7 separate regions of the Mus musculus genome follow, and regions 1, 2, 3, 4, 6 and 7 are each linked to region 5. A link is a contact called in public HiChIP or PLAC-seq and promoter capture Hi-C data. All regions are on one chromosome and are shown on one strand. Each heading gives the region's core, a stretch centred on a gene start, on an enhancer-like site or on the middle of the called end of the contact. The rest is flanking DNA. Distances are from core to core; before and after follow the strand shown. Region 1 holds the start of Bhmg1 (basic helix-loop-helix and HMG-box containing 1). Region 2 holds the start of Dmwd (dystrophia myotonica-containing WD repeat motif). Region 3 holds the start of Qpctl (glutaminyl-peptide cyclotransferase-like). Region 4 holds the start of Opa3 (optic atrophy 3). Region 5 holds the start of Prkd2 (protein kinase D2). Region 6 holds the start of Six5 (sine oculis-related homeobox 5). Region 7 holds the start of Gipr (gastric inhibitory polypeptide receptor).

Region 1 (2,700 bases), core at 95-2,594, 2.3 Mb before region 5:
CTCCCGCGAGGGTATCTGGGAAATAGAGTCCAGCCGCCTCCATTTTGGCCCGAGGCCCTTGAAAAGAGAATCGAGGCTACTTCAAAGGGACGTTAGCGAGGGATGAAGAGTTTAGGAAGAACAACTTTATTGATTTATCATGTTAGTTGACAAATAATTAATAATATATGAGTTTTCCCAAACTTTCTCTCCCATTTCTCACCTTCATCTCACTCCCCACACTTGCCTACCACCACCTCCTAATTGGCAAATAAAGAAAACAAGATATCGAAGTGAGGAAAAGCCCAGGCACTATGTTCACATCACAGGTAGAACAGAGCCTCCAGAAGGGCAGGAATCTTGGCAGCATTTCCAAAATGTACGGTTTGAATCTGCCGTGGTGGCACACACTTTTAATCGCACCATTTTGGACGCCGAGGTTAGTGTACCTCTGTGAGTTTGAGACTAGCCTGGTCAAGGGTATGAGACGCTGTGTCAAAAAATAAAGATGAAGCTGGAAAGACTACTCAGAGGTTAGGAAGACATCGCTCTTGCAGAGAATTTGCATTTGCCCCTGAAGATGCCCCTAGAAGCCCCTGTCTAAAACTCCAGCTCTAGGGGCATCTGATGCCTCTGGCATCTGGGGACACCTGCGTGCAGTATTCCTCCCCCCCACCCCCCCAACATGTATACCTAGTTAAAACTAAAATGCTTTTTAAAAATAAATTGTGTAGTTTGTAACCTGAGTTACAAGGTAGTGCATTCCTTGCGTTCCAGACAGACCTGAGACAAAACGGTTACAAGTAGTAGGCAAGCCTGGGCTATATAGCAAGACTGGATCCACACTCAGACACTAAAGGTTACTTTGTTTGCAGCTACAGGAACTGGCATTTCCATGGGGTCTACAAAGCCTCGTTTCAGGGAAAGGTGGCGAAGTTAGCCGCCTGAACAAGGTACTTGACACACAGTGGTCTTTAAGCAGATGCGCCCTAAAGCGAAAGGGTCGGATGGGGACACAGGAGGGCCAGCAGGGGGAGTACAGACACCTCGCGCTTGCGGACACCTGGCAAATCCTGCTGGGGTCTGAGGTAAATAGGTCAGGGGGCGGGGCAAAACAGAGGGCGTGGCCTGAGGAAAGGGCGGGTAATGGAGCAAGAGCTGATTGGCTGATGCTGCGAGCGCGGGAGCGGGAGCACGTGTCGGAGCTGTGGCCCGTGCCCTGCCCCGGGTGCGCGTGCGCACTCGCCGCACTGCCCTTTTCCAACGCTCCTCTGCTCGTGCCTGGCACCGCGTGGCGGGAACGTGGAGGGGGCGTGGCCTCGCCTCAGGCGCTCTGGTGCCTTCGCGCCACAGCCTCGCGCCCTGCCATTCTTCGCTCGGTCTGCGCGTCGGGAGGCACGCGGTCTGCATCCCTGGGACCCCGCGAGCCGCGGGAGCCGCGCGAGCCGCTGCCGGAGCCTTCAGACTGTCGAAGCGTGAGCCCAGTGCCAAAGCAGAAGTCGAGGCTTAACGCCATATTGCAAATCTTGAGGTGAGTGCTGGTGACCAACGGGTGTGGGGCGGCAGACGCCCTGGCTCTAGCTGGCTTGAGGTAGCGGGGAGATGGTGAGGAGTCGTCAGAGTCACACCCTGCGGCCGTGACCCCCTAGGGAGCTCTAGGTCGGATGGAGAGGGACCCCAGAGCTCGAGACCGGTTTGAGGGTAGACTTTGTGTTTGAGGGAATCCAGGCTGGGTTTCTGGAAAGTTATTAGTGGCGTTTGAGACATGGGGTCTCCTGTTCGAGGCTCGGCTTTTGGAAGCTGAAGACGGGAGATCTGGAAATCTTAGTTTGGGGTTCCAGGGGTTACGTTCGGAGGGTCAGAGGTCTAATTTGACAGGGTTGGGGCTTTTCAGTATCAGTGGAGACCATCAAAGCAGGAAAATAGGCTCTGGAGTGGGCACGGCTTGGGTCTTTGAGAATTAATTTTAAAGCCTGGAGTCGTCGTGCTACTCATTGCGTATAGGTGTCAATTTAGGGTTCCAGGTCTCAGTGGGATGCATGCGTGAGGTCTAAGTTTTCTAAGAAGGAAATCACAATGTGAGGATCTGAAGGGACAGTTTTAGAGTTTAGAGATATTTATTGTAGGACATGAAACACATTTTTAAAAATTATTTTTTCGAGGCTGGAGAGATGGCTCAGTGGTTAAGAGCATTCACTGCTCTAATGAAGGTCCTGAGTTCAAATCCCAGCAACCACATGGTGGCTCACAACCATTTGTAGTGAGATCTGGTGTCCTCTTCTGGGGTGCCTGAAGACAGCTACAGTGTACTTACATATAATAAATAAATAAATCTTTTTAAAATTTTTTTTTCACTTTACATCCCAATATCAGCCCTCCTCTCCTCTCAGTCCCTCCTACCCCTCTGGTAGGTCCTCCCCCAGTGCCCCTCTCCTTCTCTTCTGAGAAGGGGAAGCACCCCTTGGGTATTCCCACTACATTTGGGGTGGTGAGGGTTTTTCTTTTTTCTTTTTTTTTTATACCCTGGATATCCTTCCTCTAGGATTTGGGGTTTTCAGTGTTAAGGCTTGTGGTCTGAGCTGGCTGTGGTAATTCACACATATAACCTTTTATGATTTGGAGTCCAGCCTGACTACATAAACCTGAGCTGGTATAAGGTGAGACTGTGTGGGGGTTGGGGGGCAGTTAGTGGTTTGTGATCTTGATATTAGGAGTGTAATC
Region 2 (2,700 bases), core at 108-2,607, 2.2 Mb before region 5:
CGGGCATCTCTCTCCCTGGCTTTGCATCTTACATTTGACACAGGGTCTCTCAGTGAACCCGGAGCTCACCAGTTCAACTAGACTGGCTGCCATGAGGCCAGAGGATCCTCCTACCTCGGCAGCCTTGACATGGGATCCTGGGATCCATCGCCAAAGCCTCATTTCCTTCAGCCTGGAGCCCCTAAACTCCAGGACATCTGCTGTGGTTCAGCCAGCCATCAGTCACTACAGTCCCTCATTATCACCACTGGATTCTCCGGATCCCCATCTCTCTGTCTCCCCCACTTCCTCACGTCACCCCTCTTCTAGGATTGCTTTACAGATATCTGTCACACCTGGGGATGTCCCCTGCCAGGAACCCCCATCAATTCAGAGCTCCCATCATTTTGCCAAACCCCCTTCATTTCTTCCAAAGCCATTAGACACCATATTCTTTAGGAGCTCCTTCACCTGTTGCTTTGCTCGTCGACCCCTAAGCCACACCTCGGCTCCTTACAAATCCCGTCAGCCCTGGGTATGGCAAGTCTTAAGACTCCCTCCAACAGGCCCAGAAGGCAGGATGCATTTCTCCGTTCTCCATCCCCTGGGCCTGTATCCTCTTAGGATTCCCCAAAGCCCACAGAATATCTGTCACCTCCGTGACCCCCCTCCCCCATTTCCTCCCAGAAGCGCCATCACGTCCTGAACACTCACCACCGGAGAGAACCTCCCCACGCAAAGATTCCCCTGCAACCTCTCAGGACTCCATTAGCTCCAGGATCCAGGCTCCCCTGGGATGCCCAACCTCGGGGCCTTCTGTCACTCTGGGACCCCAGCGCTCTCGGCACCGGAGTCCCCAGCAAGCAGAGCACTCACCCGCTGGCTCCCGCTGCGGCAGCAGCCGGGGTAGAAATAAAGCTCCCGGCCCAGGTTGAAGCAGACGCGGTCTCCTCCCGCGCCCAGTCCGGAGGGCGTGGAGGGCGGCTCCCCAGCGCCATCCGGGTCGCCTAGGCGCACCAGGCTGAGGCGGACGGCGGGCAGCGCGGGCCCGGGCCCGGGGCCGGCGGGCGGCGGGGACGACGCGGGACCCGCGGCGCCGGGCCCGGAGGCTGCGGCGGGCCCGGGCGGGGGCTGAGTGGGCTGAGGCGGCGCCGGGGTCTGAGCGGAGGTCGGGCCCGACCTGCGCGTCGCGTCGCCGGGGAGCAGCTTGTAGAAGCCCTCGCGGGTGCGAAACTGCGACTTGATCTCCGCGCAGTCGCCCATGGCGGCGCTGGGGCCCGGGCCGCCCTCCGCGCCGCCCGCCGCCATCTTGGCCGCCCCCCGGGCCGCACCGCAGCCCGACCGCCCACCGCCAGACCCCCCAGCCGGAAGTTGAGGGGCTAGCACCGGAAGGGGTAGGGTCGTCGTCCGGGTGACGCCTCTACGATTGGCACCCAGAGCCGGAGGCGGGAGAAGCCGAGACAGTTGCTGAGGTAACGGTTCTGGGGCTGTGGGCGGAGGCAATATGTGGGTGTGGTCAACGCGACAGACCCTCGCGTTTGGTTGGCTACGAGGTGTGACTGTTGGGAACGCCCCTAGACCCTAACAACAGCGCCCTGGGAACCGTTTGCCCAGCAACGGAGAAGCCTCAAAGCCTATTCAGAAGCCTCGTGTTGTTACAGCTGACTCCGGGCGATTCTTGGTTTTGTTTTTTAAATAATAAAAAAAAAATGCATTTATTTTTGCGTGTATTTGTGCGTGAACGAGCATGTAGAGGTCAGAGGGAGCCAAGTGCCTTCCTCCATGTGGATCCTAAAGATGGAGCTTAGGTCTTCAAGCTACCTACCTGGCAGCAAGTGCCATTACCCGCCGATCCATCTCACTGACCTTTGGTCTCATACTTGTAGCCCAGGCAGTTTTCAAACTTGACCCAACATCTGGAGTCTCAGGCCTGAGACACCACGCCCAGCTCTTCCCTTCCTCGCTGACCACCTGTGGTCCCCTGCTGCTGTCAGAGTGAAGTGTAGCCATCTGTCGCCTATCTGACCTTGTCTACCTTTTTTGGTTTCGGTTTGGTGATGATGGTTGTTACCTTGTCAATTTGAGGCTACCTAGAATCGCAATGAGGGACAGTCTACTTGGGGTTGGCCTGTAGACCAGTCTGAGGGAGATTGCCTTAATTGATACAGGAAGACTCAGTCCATTGTGGGAGGTGCCATTCCCTAGTCAGGGAGTCCGGAACTGTGTAAGAGTGGAGACCCAGGCTGAGCACAAGAAAACAAGCACACATGCCCTTCTTCCTGCTCTATTCTGGAGACAGCCCTGCCTTGACTTCCCTGCTATGATGTACTGAGACCTGGAATTGCAAGCTGAAATAGCCCTTTCTCCCCTAAGCGGCCTTTTGTCAAGGTATTTTATGTTTTATCACATTGACAGAAGAAGATTGTGTTCTGTTTTGCTCCCCCCGCCCCCCTTGTGAGACAAGGTCTCTAGTTCAGGCTGACCTCCATCTTACCTTGTAGCTGAAAACAAACAAACAAAACAACAACAAAAATACCACAAACTCCAGATCTTCCTGACTCTATGTCTTCCAGGTTGGTACTACACCATGTGCATTGACGGGCTTGAACCCAGGATTTTGTGCATTGCTAGGCCAGCACGTGGCCAACTGGCCGTAAACTGCCATGTCCCATGGAGGTGCTTGGGAATCAGTCCCTGGTCTTTTGGAAGAGCAAACAGTGC
Region 3 (2,700 bases), core at 43-2,542, 2.3 Mb before region 5:
AAGGACCTTTTATTTACCATGTGTCTTAACTTACAAGCAGTCTACATAGTATATGCTCAATGAATAAACACGCACCAAACCACTGTAGTACCCTGCTACTCTGACAGTCTCTAGTTAGGTTCTCTAATTTATCCTGGTTACGTCCCATACTTTTCACTATTTCTAACAGTTCTTCCTTCCCCGCCAAGCTCTTTATTCATAAGACCACTTCCATTTAAAATTACTATTACTTTTGGAAGCGGTCTCGCTATGAAGCTGGCCAAGGCCAACTAGCGAACCTCCTGCATCAGCCTCTCGAGGCCTGGGATTCCAGGCATGTGCCATCAGACTCAGCTTTCCCTTTATGGTTCCTTTCCACAAGACTCAGGACCTCGGAGAGTCTCATGCCCGTTATGGAATAAAGCTGTCCCCTCTCCGGAACTCAAGATCCGAGCGAGGCCCCAAGCCCGATCTCAAATACCCCAGAAGGAAAAACATTACTTTTGCCCGAGGAACTCTACCCTCAGCTATAAAAACACCCCATTTCGACCGTTATTCAGCTAAACTGTCCACCTCCATCTCCACGGCCCCGCCAAAGCCCAGCCCGGCCTCACATGGTGTAGGTTTCGCTCGCAGATCACTCCCGCCTCCAAGCGCGTTGCTCCAGCCTTTGGCGTACAGGGCGAGAAGGGCGGGACTTCCGTCTCCTGCGGCTCACTTCCGTCGGCGCCTGCGCAACCAAATACCAGCGGCTGTGGGCGTGGCCTGTTACCATAGCGACCCTTCAGGCTGCACTCTCCTGTAGAAAATGCCTATAAGGAGGATTTGAAGCTTCTGAGGATCACAATAGGGTGTCTGCTCATGAGGAAAATAATACGGGGTCTGACTAGAATTATTTTCCCGTCAAACCGTCCAGTTGGAAGATGGAAAACACAACCCCATTTCCAAATACCCTCGGACACTTTTCTTGAGGGCATGGCTTCAGGTAAACCAATCGGCTCCTTGTTTTAGGGATGGATGCCGCCCCTTTTTTCCTTGAACGACAGTTTCTTGATCGACTTCCGTGAGGGGCGTGACCCCGCGCCTTGGAAGGTTTCGCACATTCGGACGCAGCCCATTGACTGGTCCTCTTCCGTGGAGGCGGGCCTTAAGGTTTCCGCCCTCCTTTTTGGGTGGGGCGGCGCTTAGGACAGCCAATCGCAATCGTCTCAGGGAAGGACGCAGTTACTCTGCTTCTTTATTGGGTTTTGTAACCTCAGCGAGGCGGATCTTGGCCTAAAACTCAAACCACCATACCGGGATTGGTTTCAGAGCAAAGCTACCATGAGTCCCGGGAGCCGCGGGCGGCCCCGGCAGCGGCTCGAGGATCGTGGCCTCATGAAACCACCCTCACTTTCCAAGCGCCGTCTTCTGCCGCGAGTGCAGTTCCTGCCCCTGCTGCTGCTGGCGCTGGCTATGGGCTTGGCTTTCTATATCGTCTGGAACAGCTGGCACCCTGGGGTTGAGGAGATGTCACGGAGCCGGGATCTGCGGGTGAGCCCTGGCTGGTGCCCAGCCAGCGTCATTTCCCTCTTTCCCTTCGTATTGAGTCTCAGGTTACCGTGGTCTTATCATTTGGCTTTTGCCGCCTGTGCCATTTATCCATGACTTGAGCGCGTGCCCCTACCCAACAAAATAAGGCTTCAGGCTTGTTTTGTGATAGACCCCACTGAAGATGACGAGTCCTCATAGCAACACTGGTAGAACTGAGTTCTATGCCCAAGCCATCTATTTAGAAATTTCCATCACCCGATTGCAATTTCCTCGTTAGGACTGCGGTAGGCTGGACCAGATTTGCTTTGAAGATTTCTCCCAGTCTAGGAAATCTTTGATGCTGGAGATTTGCATTACCAGGAAGAGCCAGGACTCCTAGTAGGCAACGGCGCCCAGGATAAGGTGGGAATGGGGTTGTTTTCATTTTTCTTTTTCCCATCCCATTTCCCAACCAAGGTCCCGCTGATCGGAAGCCTTTCAGAAGCCAAGCTGCGGCTGGTGGTAGGGCAGCTGGATCCGCAGCGTCTCTGGGGAACTTTCCTGCGTCCCTTATTGATTGTGCGACCCCCGGGTAGTTCTGGCAATCTCCAAGTGAGAAAGGTAAAGGGTTTTATTGTCAACCCCCAACTTCCTTTCCCCAGTTTGTCAGGAAATGGAACTCAGGCTCCGAAGATCCCAAAACAGCCAGGAGGCAGAAGTGATCTGATGGGGGTCGGGGGACAGAGATGGGGAGTAGGCGGGTAGGGGAGTGGTGGTGGTGGTGGCTGCAGCGGCAGGTGAACCTGACTAGATTCTCTTGGTGGTACACAAATCCCGCACTATACGACCCCCACTAAATATTATCCTATATTAGGCAGAAGCAGTGTACTCTCTGGTGAGGTCTGAACTAATATAATCTCCACTATACAGATGAGGAAACTGAAGTTTTTACATTTTGTCCAAGTCCCACAGCTAATTAGAATTAAAATCCAAGAAGGTTGGCTTCAGAATTAGTGGTGTGGTGCCATTCAGATACTGTGTTTAGGATCCACTTTAGTTGGACTAACTTCTTAACCTCTTTGGGACTCAGCTTCCTCATCTTCAAAATGGGGACAGTCACTGATATCGTTGATTTCATAGGGATCCTAAAACAGGCTTGGCAGATAGTGAGAACGTTTTAAGAGGAACTTAGAGCATGTCCCCACATGC
Region 4 (2,700 bases), core at 150-2,649, 2.4 Mb before region 5:
CCCAGGCAGAAGCTCCACCAAAACCCAAAATGACCAAGAATCTTATTAAACACACATGTGGAGGAGAAAAGTCAAGGGTCCCCTTAGTGCCTATGTTCCACCCTTGGAGCCAACAATGTCCCTCAGTGGTCTGGTGAGATTCTCCTCACCCTTCAGTCTCAGTTGGAATATTCCCTCTACCCGGAAGTGCTCTTTGTACTCTATGTCAGGTCAGGTACCTAGTGGGCTCTGCCATCCCATCTAGATTGTCACTGTATGAGTCTTGGTTCGACAGACTGGTACTGGCGTAGATAGACCCTGTTGTTTTATAAGCAGGGTCAGCTCAAAACAAACACTCATCATATCATTTATAAGCTACATGGGGCGTTGGACAAACATGAACGGTAGTTCTCGGTAAATTACAAAGACTTCCCCCTCGTCTCTGCTTTACAGAGATCAGTCTTTTCTAGGAGCACACATCTGGTGCGTTTGCGAAGCAAGTGAGGTCTTTGCTCAGGAGACTCCCTTGGCTCACCCGGCTGCTCTAAACTCGAGTCTGCCTACAGTTCCTGACATAATGCGGACATATTAGGACCGTATCTTTCCCAGTGTCGGGCTAAGAAGCCTGCACGGTGCGGCTACCGAACGAAAAGGATCGGTGTGAGGAAACTCATAAATAAACGGAAGGACGCCCATTCTGGGTTCATCCTTTTGCCAGGTCGCAAGATTCCAACACTATCACGACCCTAACTCAGTGTAAAACTAACGCACAAGCTCTGTGCTCTAAACCCAGGGTGATACGCAAATCACCCACAGGGCCGAAGGGAAACTGAGGGACAAACTGGGGTTTCTGTAGTCAAGTGTCTCTCTTAAGGATGGCTCCGAAGCGGATCGCTAAGGGGACTTCTTCTCGGTCCCGCCCCTAACTTCTGACAATAAGCTCCACCCTGGTGTTTCTCACACCTCATCCTATTGGCTGGTGTAGACGTCAACCGCCAGAAGCCCTCTTCTCTATTGGCTTGCATTCCAAACTCGCGCGGTGACGCCCCTGACTGCTCTCCCTTCTTCCCTATTGGGTCAGTGACACGCCCCTCTAGCAGAAGCCATCCTCATTGGCTATAGCGTTTTGCCGGTTCGCGCCGGGATTGGTCAAGCACAGACGCCGTTCCCCTGAACTAGAAAGATCGGGAATGGAAGGGCTAGAGGCCTTGGGGTGAGACTCACGCTGGGCTGGCGGTAGGCAGATGTAGGTCTTGAAGAACTCGCTGCGGCGGGCAGCATCCTTGATACGGTTGGCCAGCGGCTTGCTAACCTGCCGGATGCCCAAGTAGAACAGCTTCGCCATGGGGAACGCGCCCACCACCATCTCGGCGGCCGCCCTGGGGCACGCGCAACCTTGCTGACTGGGCGGGGCGCCGCCGACCTCGCCGTTCCTCCCCCACCCGCCCGTGGGCCGTGCGTGCTTGCGTAAGGAAGGACTTGCCTACGTGCCTACGTAGGAGCGTGCGTTTGCACGCTCGCGGCGGAGGTGGTGGGGAGGGTGTTTGTCTGCTGGGGGGGGGGCGGGCGCTCGTGACGTCGCCGCGTCGACGCCTCGACGTCCGTACGTTGGGTATGCAAATGTGCGGCGGAAGTGAAGCGTCAGAGGGCGGTGCCGTTAAACGGCCGCTCGTGGGAGCGTGGCCGGAGCCCTAGTCCCGACGTACTGACGTCACCGCGTCTTGCGTGATGTCACGTACTGAGTCGATTTCCCTGCCCATAGGAGGCGCCTGGTGAGTCCCAATTAAGTCTAAAGAGTCGGGGTGCGCCTTCCCGGCGGTTAGTGCCCTCGCCGGGGAGGGGAGCGAGTCAGCGCGTAGTCATACAGACCTGCCGCTTTACTCACTCTCTGAAGTTGGAGGAGTGACTCAACCCTTCAGGAAATCGGTTCGTTCTTTTTTTGTTGTTGTTTTTTTTCCCCTAATTGTTTTTAAAAGCCGGTCTCGTGTAACCCAGCCTGGCTCCGAACTCAATGTGTAGCCTACGCTGTCCTTGGAACTCCTGATCCTCCTGTGTCTGTGCCGCAGTGCGGTGCTGGGATCACAGCCCTGCGCTACACGGCCCAGCATTGATGTCAGCATCCCCGTGAGCAAAATGTCACACATAACAGTACCTGTCTTGTGTTTTCTGTGTTGTGAGGCTTGTGTCTCTGAACCCCAAGGCATTTCCCATCTTAGGAGGGGGGCTCCACCACTGAGCAAAAGACTCCAGCTCCTCCCAGGGGGGAGGGGGTTAGGCGGTGACTCTATCGCTGCGCCATGCTCACTGAGTGGCTCTACTAGTCAGCTTTGTGTGTGAATCCTGAATGTAAAACACAGGAAGTAACTACATGTAGAGCATGTCCCGCAAAGCCCAAATGTGCACTACAGCTAATCCATCCTTTTCCCAAGTAACCGAGTGAAAGACTGAGGGTCCCATAAGAACGGGGTGACACGGGGCTTCTCAGCCACCACATTGCCTAATATCACTGGTTCTCAAGCAGCCTGACTTCCTCCTTTGGAGGGTAAGGGTCCCCAGGGAGCTGGCTCAGGAAGGAACTTTAAGGACATGTCCCAGACTGTCCTCCCTTACCCAGCAGGGAGCAAAATCATATAAACAAAGTCAAGACTTAGTTGAGAGAAATTCCTGGATGGTGGCGTGAGGATGGGTAGTTGGGGACGGGAAGGGACCGGAAGGCAAAGG
Region 5 (2,700 bases), core at 85-2,584:
CCGATCACCATGGCCAGTATGGCTTCAATTTCTACTGTTTCCAAAGACCGGAGGCCCAGGATGGGCCCATCAGAAGAGCTCTTCCTGATCAGCTGCTCCCACTTGCCCCTTCCTCCCAACTCCACACCTGGTAGGCCCCTCCCTTCCTCCCTGCTCGCTGCAGAAAACAACAAGCAGCGACAGGCAATTTGGGGAGGCCTCTGGGCACCCCACCCCTATCCGGGCCTCTCTGAAACCGGTGGTGGAGTGAGGACACGACTAGGGTGTAGTGCCCCTCCTCGTCTGTCACCTAGGCCCCTCTCTGGCCTCCCAACAATCTCAGGCCACCTCCAAAGCCTCCTCCTTTATCATGAGAGCCCCCTATGCCCTCACCTTCTGGTCCACGATAGAACAGGCTAGTTGCTTCACATGAGCCAACTCTGAGGCAGCCGGCAACAGCACGAACTCTCGGGTCAATCCGATCTGGATATGGAAGGAGACCCCCGAACCCGGAGCCGGGATCTGAGGCAGCAGAGGTGGCGGCGACTGGAGATCCAAGCCACCGGGGGGCGGAGGAGACCCGGGCCCCGGAGAGCCGGGGAGTCCTGCGGGATGGGAGGGGGCGGCGGCCATGGGGGCCAGATCCAGATCTGCCGCCCAAAGCTCACCAAGGACCCTGGGACCTAGATCCGAGAGCTCTCTTGCGGTGGTGGTAAGAACGCAGGCATTTGAGAGAGAAATCTGTCAGGTTGAGAGACGCGAGGATGGCGGGATCCTGGGCAATGAGAGAAAAGGCATCTAGTGGGTCACACGCCGGGAGTCAAGAGAGCAGAGTTCAGAAAGAAAAACAGTGGTTTGGGGAAGGGTACCCAGAGATTGGAAGGTTGGAAGAAACCAGGAAAGAAAGTCGGGTAGGGCAGGGTCCCTGGAATCAAAAGACACTGCGATCCAAGGCCCCTGGAGAAAGAAGGCTGAGAGCAAAGCAGAGGGAATGCCAGGATCCGGTGGGTTTGACGGCAGGACCAAAGTCAGGGCAGGCCTGAAGATGCTCTGCCTTGGGGGTAGAAAACGGGAGTCTGACCAGGGATCTAGTGGATCGTAGGAACCCGACTGGCTCGGGGATGAGGAGGGGTTGCCAGGGCCAGGGCTGAAAGAAGAGACTCTCACAGGTCGTGAAAGTCGGAGGAAAGTTGGATCAGGGGCGGCGGAGGAGGGAGCGTTACCGAAGGCGGGGCGGGTCGGGGACAAGGGAGGGTCGCACAGCGCGGGTAGCTCTATTTTTCCCCCTTCAAAGTTTAAGTCGGCAGCGGCGGCCCAGAAGGAAGTCTCAGGAGCGATGGCACAGCTGGCCAATCAAAGCAGGGCACCGTGACATCACAGGGCGGGCCTTACTGGGACGGAAGGGGAAGGCGGGACCCCGCACCAGGGAGTTGGGGGGAATTTGGTGGCTGGGGGTAGGAGGGCGGAAGGGTCAGCGTTTCCTCTGCACAGTCCAGCCTGGAAAGTTGACTTTTCGCCGCAGTTCACCGCGGCACGCGAGAGGGGCAGGCGCTTTGTCATTGAAGGAGTGAGCTGTCAGACTGGCACGCATCCGGCGCCCACCGCAGGGAAAGGGTCGGAAATCGTTGTCAAGTCCGGTGGCTTTACAGTTTCTGCTACTCAACCTGCCCCCAACACACACACACACACACACACACACACACACACACACACACACACACACACACACACACACACAAAAGCGCGCGTCCCCAGCTCAAAAGCCCAGTATATAAGGTGGGAAGTCGAGGAGGCCTTAGGATGCACAAGAGAGCTTAATTTCAGGTTTCTCTCCAGAGAGTTGAGGGTACAAAGCCTGTCCCTCCAACCAAGGTGGCATGACAAAGGACACCACCACTTGATAGACCTCCTGTGAGACCAAGTGCCGACATCTTTCTGGCTGTGTGACTTCTCCACTGTGAGCCTTAGTTTTTCTGTCATGAGGCCGAAATACAGGTGGTGCCTGGACACTGCTAAAGTTGAGTTGATGTGGCTGCCTTTGATTTTGCAGAGGAAAGGGAAGGCACTGAAAACATCCAGGGGTGTCTGGGTGGGTGTGTTAACGGAATCATCCAACATGTGGCTGGTGAGATGGCCAGGTGGGGAAAGGCATTTGAAGCCAAGCTCACTGGCCTGAGTTCAATCCTGTACACTCACATAGTCAAAGGAGAACCAGCTGAGCTACTGTGGGTTGTCCTGACCTCCACCCTTCTCTGAAATAAACAGTAGTGCAATAACAGGAAATCTAAAAAGCTAACATCAACTGAGAGCCTGTGAGTCTGTGTAGTCAACTCTAACTCCATCAAGAGCCGTTCTGACTTTTACTCCAGTAGTCAGGCAGTGGCTACCAATTAGTTTTCACATCCAGGTAGCTGGAGCTTTAAGAGAGCAGCAACTTGTCCACAAGGGCCCCCCCTTACTGGTTCAGCGCTGCTGGGGGCAGCTGAGGTGGGTACAGTGCTGGCTGTCACCACATCCGGGGGCAGAGGCTGGGGAAGGAAGTCTGAGGCTGGAGTGAAAACCCAAACTACCACCTGGGGAAGTTGCAAAGAGGGACAGGGGGAGGCAAGGCCACGTGGAGCTCACAGCCTGGCTAATGAGTGTCCCCTAAAAACCACATGCCTACATGTACCTTCTAGACAGGCATGTCCCCAGCATGTTTGACTGCCTGCTTCTGGGACT
Region 6 (2,700 bases), core at 190-2,689, 2.3 Mb before region 5:
TGCGGAGTGAGGCAGCAGCTTTTACTCCAGTTCTTCCTCACCCCCCACCCCCACGGCGTCAGAGACCAGAGCTAGAGGCCTGGCGCTGAGGTGGGAGGGGAAGGGCTTGGGTTACAGGGAAACCGGAGCCGGAGAAGGTTCACGTTTCACAACAAAGACAAGCGACAGACCACGCTGTTTGGGCTGGAGGGGGCGTGGGGGTGGGTGTAAGTAATGGTTACCGAGGGGCCAGGTTGCAGAGGCCCCAAAAGCGGGTCCCTACCCTGGGTGCCTTAGACAAAGGCCCCTTTCCCTTCCTTACTACCGCTCCTCCAGGGATACCTCACTTTTCTCACTGCCCGTCCCGCCCCCGCCCCCCCCCCCATTCCTGGCACTGCGTTCCCAGCTTAGAAGTAGCTGGAACAACCTCTGCCCCTGAGGCAGTGATGCCCAGAGAACCCAGGGTGTGCCTGGTCTCTCCACGCTCAGCCTATGCACTCGCCGACGCCACCGAAGAGGGATGTGAAGGGTCACTTGCGCAGACTCCAGCGGCCACCGAGGAAGGAGGGTCGGTTCCCCCCTCACCTTTTGCAAGGCGCTCCACCGCCGGTCCCAGTGCGGTCGCGCTGTCGCCGGTTCTTGAACCAGTTGCTGACCTGTGTAAGCGAGAGGCCGGTGAGCGTGGCCAGGCGGCGCTTCTCGTCAGGCGTGGGATAGCGGTTGCCGCGGTAGCAGGCCTTGAGCGCCGCTCGCGAGCGCTCCTTGAAGCAATAGACGGTCTCCTCGCCATCCCAGATGGTCTTGGGCAGAGGGAACTTCTTGCGCAGCCGGTATTTGTCCACAGCGCCCAGCGCACGGCCACGGGCCCGCTCGGCCTCGTGGTAGCGCGCGCGCAGGTAGAGGTCCTGCAGGAAGGCGTGGTGGGCGGCGGGGAAAGGGCGGCTCTCGAGAAGTTGGTAGAGCTCGGCGTATTCACCCCGCTGGAAGGCCACTAGGGCCCGCGCGCGCAGCACCGGATCGCTGCCACGTAGGCGCTCGGCCGGGGGCAGCGCGCCCAGGAAGCGGCTCAAGCGGCCGGCGTGGCCCGCCTGCAGCAGCGCCTCGCACACGCATGCCACCTGTTCGGGCGAGAAGCGAAGGCCAGTGGGCACCTCGGTCACGGTCTCCCGGGGAGACCCCGGGCCACTCGGGGACCCAGAGTCCGCCGCCGCCGCCGCATCTCCCGCCCCGGCCGCCGCCGCCTCCCCCTCGGCTGCCTGCAGAGTCTGCAGAAGCTGGCGCGCTTCCTCCTCCTGCTCCTCGGTCGCCGCCGCCGCCTCCCCCCGAGCCGCGGGCCCCGCGCTCGGCTCCGCAGGCGAGGTAGCCATGTTTGGCAACTTTGGAAAGTTCCTCCCTCCTTTGCCGCCTCCCGCGGGCTTCCCCAGCCCCCTCCTCCGCCCAGTCCTCCTCGCCGCCCCCCCCCCCGGTCCCCTTGCAGTCTTCTGGCCCCCTCCCAAAGACTAGACCCAGCTCTGCACTCGGGTCTGTCCTTGTCCCTGTGTGTCCGCCCCCCTCCCGGGCTGTCAGGATTCTTTGTTTTCCCTCCGTCTCTGGCCGCGCTTTTGGCCTTCCCCCCTTGTGTGCCTCTGACTCAGGGCCTCAGTTTCCCTATCAGAGCAACGGAGAAGGTAATGGGCCGTCCGGAGGGTTAAGGGCGCGAAGCCGCTCCCATCTCCCGGGTCCCTTGAAGGGCCCCCTCCCTTCCCATCTCCGCGCCGTGCTCCGCCCCTCGGAATTCCCGGCCCCGCGGGTAGGCGGTGGATCTAGCTGGGAGGAGGGGCGGGGAATCGCGCTAGAAAGTTTGCAGCAACTTTTCTGGAGTGTCGGTCCAAAAAGCGGATGCGCGTGGCTTGCGCAGGCGCAGTGGGAAGATGGTGTGCCCGCTGCTGGCCCAACCCCCTACTTTTTTCCAAACTTGAGTGGCACAGCTGGGTCACAGCTGGGGGGGAGGGTGGGGGGCGGTGGTGTCTCTGGTGGCTTGTTGCTTCTCTCCTACTGGCTGGATGCCTAAGCCCCACCCTTCAACCTGATTCGTGCGCTTTGCCTCCCCTCTAGCTCCCACTCAAGCCATTGGTTGTCTCTATTGGACTCTCCATTGGCCTGCGGGGCGGTTTCCTTTCCACAACAGAGATATTGCGCGGGATTTAGGGCAGACCAGAAGTATTTTATTCGCAAGGGTCGGGAGTGGAGGTCGTAGGTGGGGACAGACAATAAATACCGAGGAATGTCGAGTCTCAATGCATCTAAAACGTGGGTCCCGGAGTCTGTCAGTGAGTCAGATAACAAGATCAATAAATACCCACACTGCTTTGGGGGAGGGGGGAGTGCAGCTGTGGCTCCGTTGTTAGAGTGCAGACGTGTACACGGGGAAGGAGTTGCAGCAACCCCCAGGAGTGAGGCTGTCCGAAGCCAAAGACTCCGTGTGTGCTGGCAGAGGTCTTGCTGATCCATCACTATGGGAATGGGATGTCCCTGGAAATAGGGGGCTCATGCTTATGGCTTGTAACTGATGGCTGGGAGAGTGAAAAAGTGAAATCGGATGAGCTGAGCAGTTTGCCCATCCACGTCGGGGCTGAGTAAAGCAAGGTCGGCGAATGCCCAGCTGCTGCAGCAGCGGTGGCTACCAGCTCTGCAGGAACCAGGGGTGCTGGGCACGAGCCCTGTTCCTCCCTCCCCGGCCGC
Region 7 (2,700 bases), core at 13-2,512, 2.3 Mb before region 5:
TCGGTTATAGAATGAGACTCTGTTTTCTTAAAACACACACACACACACACACACACACACACCAAAACCACAAACGAAACAGGACTGGAGAAATGGCAGTTAAGAACACTTCAGGAGGATCCAGAATTCAGTTCTCAGCACCCATGGGGAGACTCACAACCATGGGTAACTCCAGTTCTAGGGGATCCAGTGCCCTCTACTGGCCTCCTCAGGCACTGCATGAATATGGTACACATGCCTCCATGCATGCACATAAAATTAAAACAAAGAAAGACAAATCAGGGATTGGAGCAATGGTTCACTTGGTAAAGTCCTTGTTATGCATGCAGCAAGATAAATTAAGCTGGGTAGTGTATGCTTGTAATCCCAGTACCAGGGAGTCGGAGGCAGGCAGATCTCTGCATTCAAGGGCAGCCAGGTTTATGTAATGAGTTCAAGGACAGCCAGGGCTACACAGAGAAATCTTGTCTTGAAAGACCAAATCAAAGGAAGTAGACAACACTTAAGAATCACATCAGAGGGGCTGGAGAGATGGCTCAGTGGGTAAGAGCATCCGACTGCCCTTTCGAAGGTCCGAAGTTCAAATCCCAGCAACCACATGGTGGCTCACAACCATCCGTAACAAGATCTGACTCCCTCTTCTGGAGTGTCTGAAGACAGCTACAGTGTACTTACATATAATAATAAAAAAAATTTTAAAAAAAGAATCACATCAGAGGTTGTCCTCTGGTCCTTCACGCATACACATGTACACGTACACACATATACAATGACATACATATACACCAAACAATGACAACAGAAAGGCAGTGGTAATTAAGATTATAGGCTGTGTTTACACATATGTGAAGTGTCCACGTCCCAGGGCACACAGCCGCTTGTCCCTGCAAGTGATTGGGAAGCTGTGGGTGAAAGACTGGCTCTCTCAGCATAGTCCTAGTTGTAGAGCTATGAATGAACTTGTTACTCACGGAGTCTCACTCTGTGAGTCTCTGTCGCTCTCCTGCTCAGCATTTGGGATCCTGTGTGAGGCAGCGTGAGAGGCTGTGTAAGTGGCTGGCTGGCATAGTGTGTTCTGTGGCCTGGGGGAGGGGGGAACCATAACTGTGTGACTGTTCCCTCTACGTGACACAATGGCTGTGATAAACGTGCCTGCTCCACGGTTCCCACTCTTCCCCAGAGCTCCCCCTCCTGTTCTCTGGTCCGCCCTGGCCCCGCCCCCTCCCAACACCCCAGGCTGCCAGCGCCTGTCACCTCTTCCAGAGCTCTCTGGCAGGCGAGGCAGGGCAGCTGTGTCAGTGGAGATTGCGAACAGGACTCCGTGCAGGTAAGGGGTCTCCATCAAGCCCTTGCCCTGGGCCCATCTCTCCCTTGACTGTCCCCCTATCTCAATCTTTGTCTCTTTCTGCCTCTCTGACCTGTCATCTCTTCACCTCTTTTAATCTCTAAATGGGCTTTTTCTACTCTTTCCCCTTCTCTGTCTCTTCCCTAGTCACTTCCTCTGTCTCTGAGCCACAGTTTTGTCTTTATCTCCTTTTTTGCCCTTTAGGCTCTGATCTCTCGCTTGTGTCTCATTGTCCCCAAGTCTTTCTGTTCTTATACCTTATAACTGAGTCCGTGATTTTTTGTTTGTTTGTTTTGGTTTTTTGGTTTTTGGTGTTTTTGTTTGTTTGTTTGTCTTATATTTTTTCTTTTCTGTAGCTCTGAGATTCCCTTTTGAAACTCTGCATTCACATTGTCTGGGCGGGGGTGATAGTTGGGTTAGAAGGATTTTCAGAGCATCTAACGTCCAAAAGTCAGAAACCCAGGGTCTAATATCTCTCTGTTCCCTAAATATTTAGATGCTGGGAGAGCGCTGTCCCTCTGACTTCTTGAAGCCAGGGAAGTTTTAGAAGATTGGGCTTTTATCTTCTATATAAATTGATGCGAACTCAAATGATCGGTTCAAATTCCCTTCAGGGCTTGACTGACAGTTTCTAGTCTCTCCTCTCTAAGGAGGTCTCAGGTTCCCAAGAGTCCCTCCGGTCTAGCCTCTCGGTGACACTGACGCTTCTGCCTGTCACAGCTCTAGGGCAACAGGCCCCTCAGCAAACACCCCTCCCTTCCACCTTGGCTGCCTCAGCAACACTTAGGAGGACCTGGGAATCGCTTAGCTGATCCCAGCCTCACTTATCTACTGGAGGCCGCGCCTAGTCCTGCTCCGCCCCAAATCCTCACGTGCGGAAATGGGGGGCGTGGCCTCAGACGCCATGTGCTTCTGGCAGGTGAGCACTGACTTGGACTGAAGCCCAAGAGTTGGTTCTGCCTTGGGACCCTCCAGCCCAACTGCCTCCGAGTGGCCAGAGTTTCCATCACCTTTCAAGGATGCCCCTGCGGTTGCTGCTTCTGCTGCTGTGGTTGTGGGGACTCCAGTGGGCGGAGGTGAGGACCTCGAGAGATAATAGGCGCTCTGGGGTGGTTTTAAGCCTTTCCCTACATTAGGGAGAGTTTTAAGGCTGCTCGCCCCCCTCCCTGTATAAACTGGTAGTTTCTCTTCACACAGTTTCCCTCACAAGTCCTCCAGGTGGGGACAAGCTACCCCTTCCTTTGGGCGATTTTCTAGGCACCCCAATTCCATCTAAGAGGTTTCTGAGCCACCCAGAACTCCTGCGTAAAAAAATGGACAGCTCCTCCATATCTCTAAGGGTTCTTCTGGCCTTT

Evidence for each region. Promoter capture Hi-C pulls out the DNA fragments that hold promoters and counts their contacts. HiChIP or PLAC-seq counts read pairs in DNA pulled down with a chosen protein or histone mark. Capture Hi-C pulls out chosen DNA fragments and counts their contacts.
Region 1: a contact with region 5 is called in an H3K4me3 HiChIP or PLAC-seq map of fetal liver, with 5 times the contacts expected there. The contact joins the promoter of Bhmg1 here to the promoter of Prkd2 in region 5. A contact is called at or near these places in 4 of 39 promoter capture datasets (the C10 cell line, embryonic stem cells, liver and 1 more), 5 of 115 datasets of contacts at active chromatin or transcription factors (embryonic stem cells, fetal liver, large pre-B cells and 2 more) and 2 of 9 other capture datasets (adipose tissue and liver).
Region 2: an H3K27ac HiChIP or PLAC-seq map of acute myeloid leukemia shows a contact between it and region 5, with 7 times the contacts expected there. The contact joins the promoter of Dmwd here to the promoter of Prkd2 in region 5. A contact is called at or near these places in 10 of 39 promoter capture datasets (the 3T3-L1 cell line, the HPC-7 cell line, cranial neural crest and 6 more) and 6 of 115 datasets of contacts at active chromatin or transcription factors (T-cell acute lymphoblastic leukemia, acute myeloid leukemia, embryonic stem cells and 3 more).
Region 3: a contact with region 5 is called in an H3K27ac HiChIP or PLAC-seq map of embryonic stem cells, with 13 times the contacts expected there. The contact joins the promoter of Qpctl here to the promoter of Prkd2 in region 5. A contact is called at or near these places in 3 of 115 datasets of contacts at active chromatin or transcription factors (astrocytes, embryonic stem cells and forebrain) and 1 of 9 other capture datasets (liver).
Region 4: a contact with region 5 is called in a promoter capture Hi-C map of liver, with 3 times the contacts expected there. The contact joins the promoter of Opa3 here to the promoter of Prkd2 in region 5. A contact is called at or near these places in 1 of 39 promoter capture datasets (embryonic stem cells), 3 of 115 datasets of contacts at active chromatin or transcription factors (embryonic stem cells, extraembryonic endoderm stem cells and stem cell-derived neural progenitor cells) and 2 of 9 other capture datasets (adipose tissue and liver).
Region 6: a promoter capture Hi-C map of embryonic stem cells shows a contact between it and region 5, with 6 times the contacts expected there. The contact joins the promoter of Six5 here to the promoter of Prkd2 in region 5. A contact is called at or near these places in 10 of 39 promoter capture datasets (the 3T3-L1 cell line, the HPC-7 cell line, cranial neural crest and 6 more), 7 of 115 datasets of contacts at active chromatin or transcription factors (T-cell acute lymphoblastic leukemia, embryonic forebrain, embryonic stem cells and 4 more) and 1 of 9 other capture datasets (adipose tissue).
Region 7: a contact with region 5 is called in a promoter capture Hi-C map of embryonic stem cells, with 7 times the contacts expected there. The contact joins the promoter of Gipr here to the promoter of Prkd2 in region 5. A contact is called at or near these places in 1 of 39 promoter capture datasets (embryonic stem cells), 1 of 115 datasets of contacts at active chromatin or transcription factors (large pre-B cells) and 1 of 9 other capture datasets (pancreatic islet).

The regions. Positions count from the first base shown.
Region 1 is chr7:19,116,988-19,119,687 of GRCm38.p6, reverse strand. Bhmg1 (basic helix-loop-helix and HMG-box containing 1) reads left to right here and starts at 1,344. Exons shown (of 13, transcript NM_001370811.1): 1 at 1,344-1,510.
Region 2 is chr7:19,074,857-19,077,556 of GRCm38.p6, reverse strand. Dmwd (dystrophia myotonica-containing WD repeat motif) reads right to left here and starts at 1,357. Exons shown (of 5, transcript NM_010058.2): 1 at 856-1,357. The coding sequence starts at 1,287.
Region 3 is chr7:19,147,788-19,150,487 of GRCm38.p6, reverse strand. Qpctl (glutaminyl-peptide cyclotransferase-like) reads left to right here and starts at 1,292. Exons shown (of 7, transcript NM_026111.3): 1 at 1,292-1,512; 2 at 1,969-2,112. The coding sequence starts at 1,303. It overlaps Snrpd2 (small nuclear ribonucleoprotein D2), which reads right to left and starts at 650. Exons shown (of 3, transcript NM_026943.1): 1 at 594-650. The coding sequence starts at 595.
Region 4 is chr7:19,227,088-19,229,787 of GRCm38.p6, reverse strand. Opa3 (optic atrophy 3) reads right to left here and starts at 1,399. Exons shown (of 2, transcript NM_207525.3): 1 at 1,204-1,399. The coding sequence starts at 1,345.
Region 5 is chr7:16,841,536-16,844,235 of GRCm38.p6, reverse strand. It overlaps Prkd2 (protein kinase D2), which reads right to left and starts at 1,334. Exons shown (of 19, transcript NM_001252458.1): 1 at 1,203-1,334; 2 at 373-754. The coding sequence starts at 612.
Region 6 is chr7:19,093,283-19,095,982 of GRCm38.p6, reverse strand. Six5 (sine oculis-related homeobox 5) reads right to left here and starts at 1,439. Exons shown (of 3, transcript NM_011383.1): 1 at 565-1,439. The coding sequence starts at 1,346. It overlaps Dmpk (dystrophia myotonica-protein kinase), which reads right to left. Exons shown (of 15, transcript NM_001379257.1): 15 at 2,162-2,700.
Region 7 is chr7:19,164,689-19,167,388 of GRCm38.p6, reverse strand. It overlaps Gipr (gastric inhibitory polypeptide receptor), which reads left to right and starts at 1,262. Exons shown (of 14, transcript NM_001080815.1): 1 at 1,262-1,327; 2 at 2,265-2,421. The coding sequence starts at 2,365.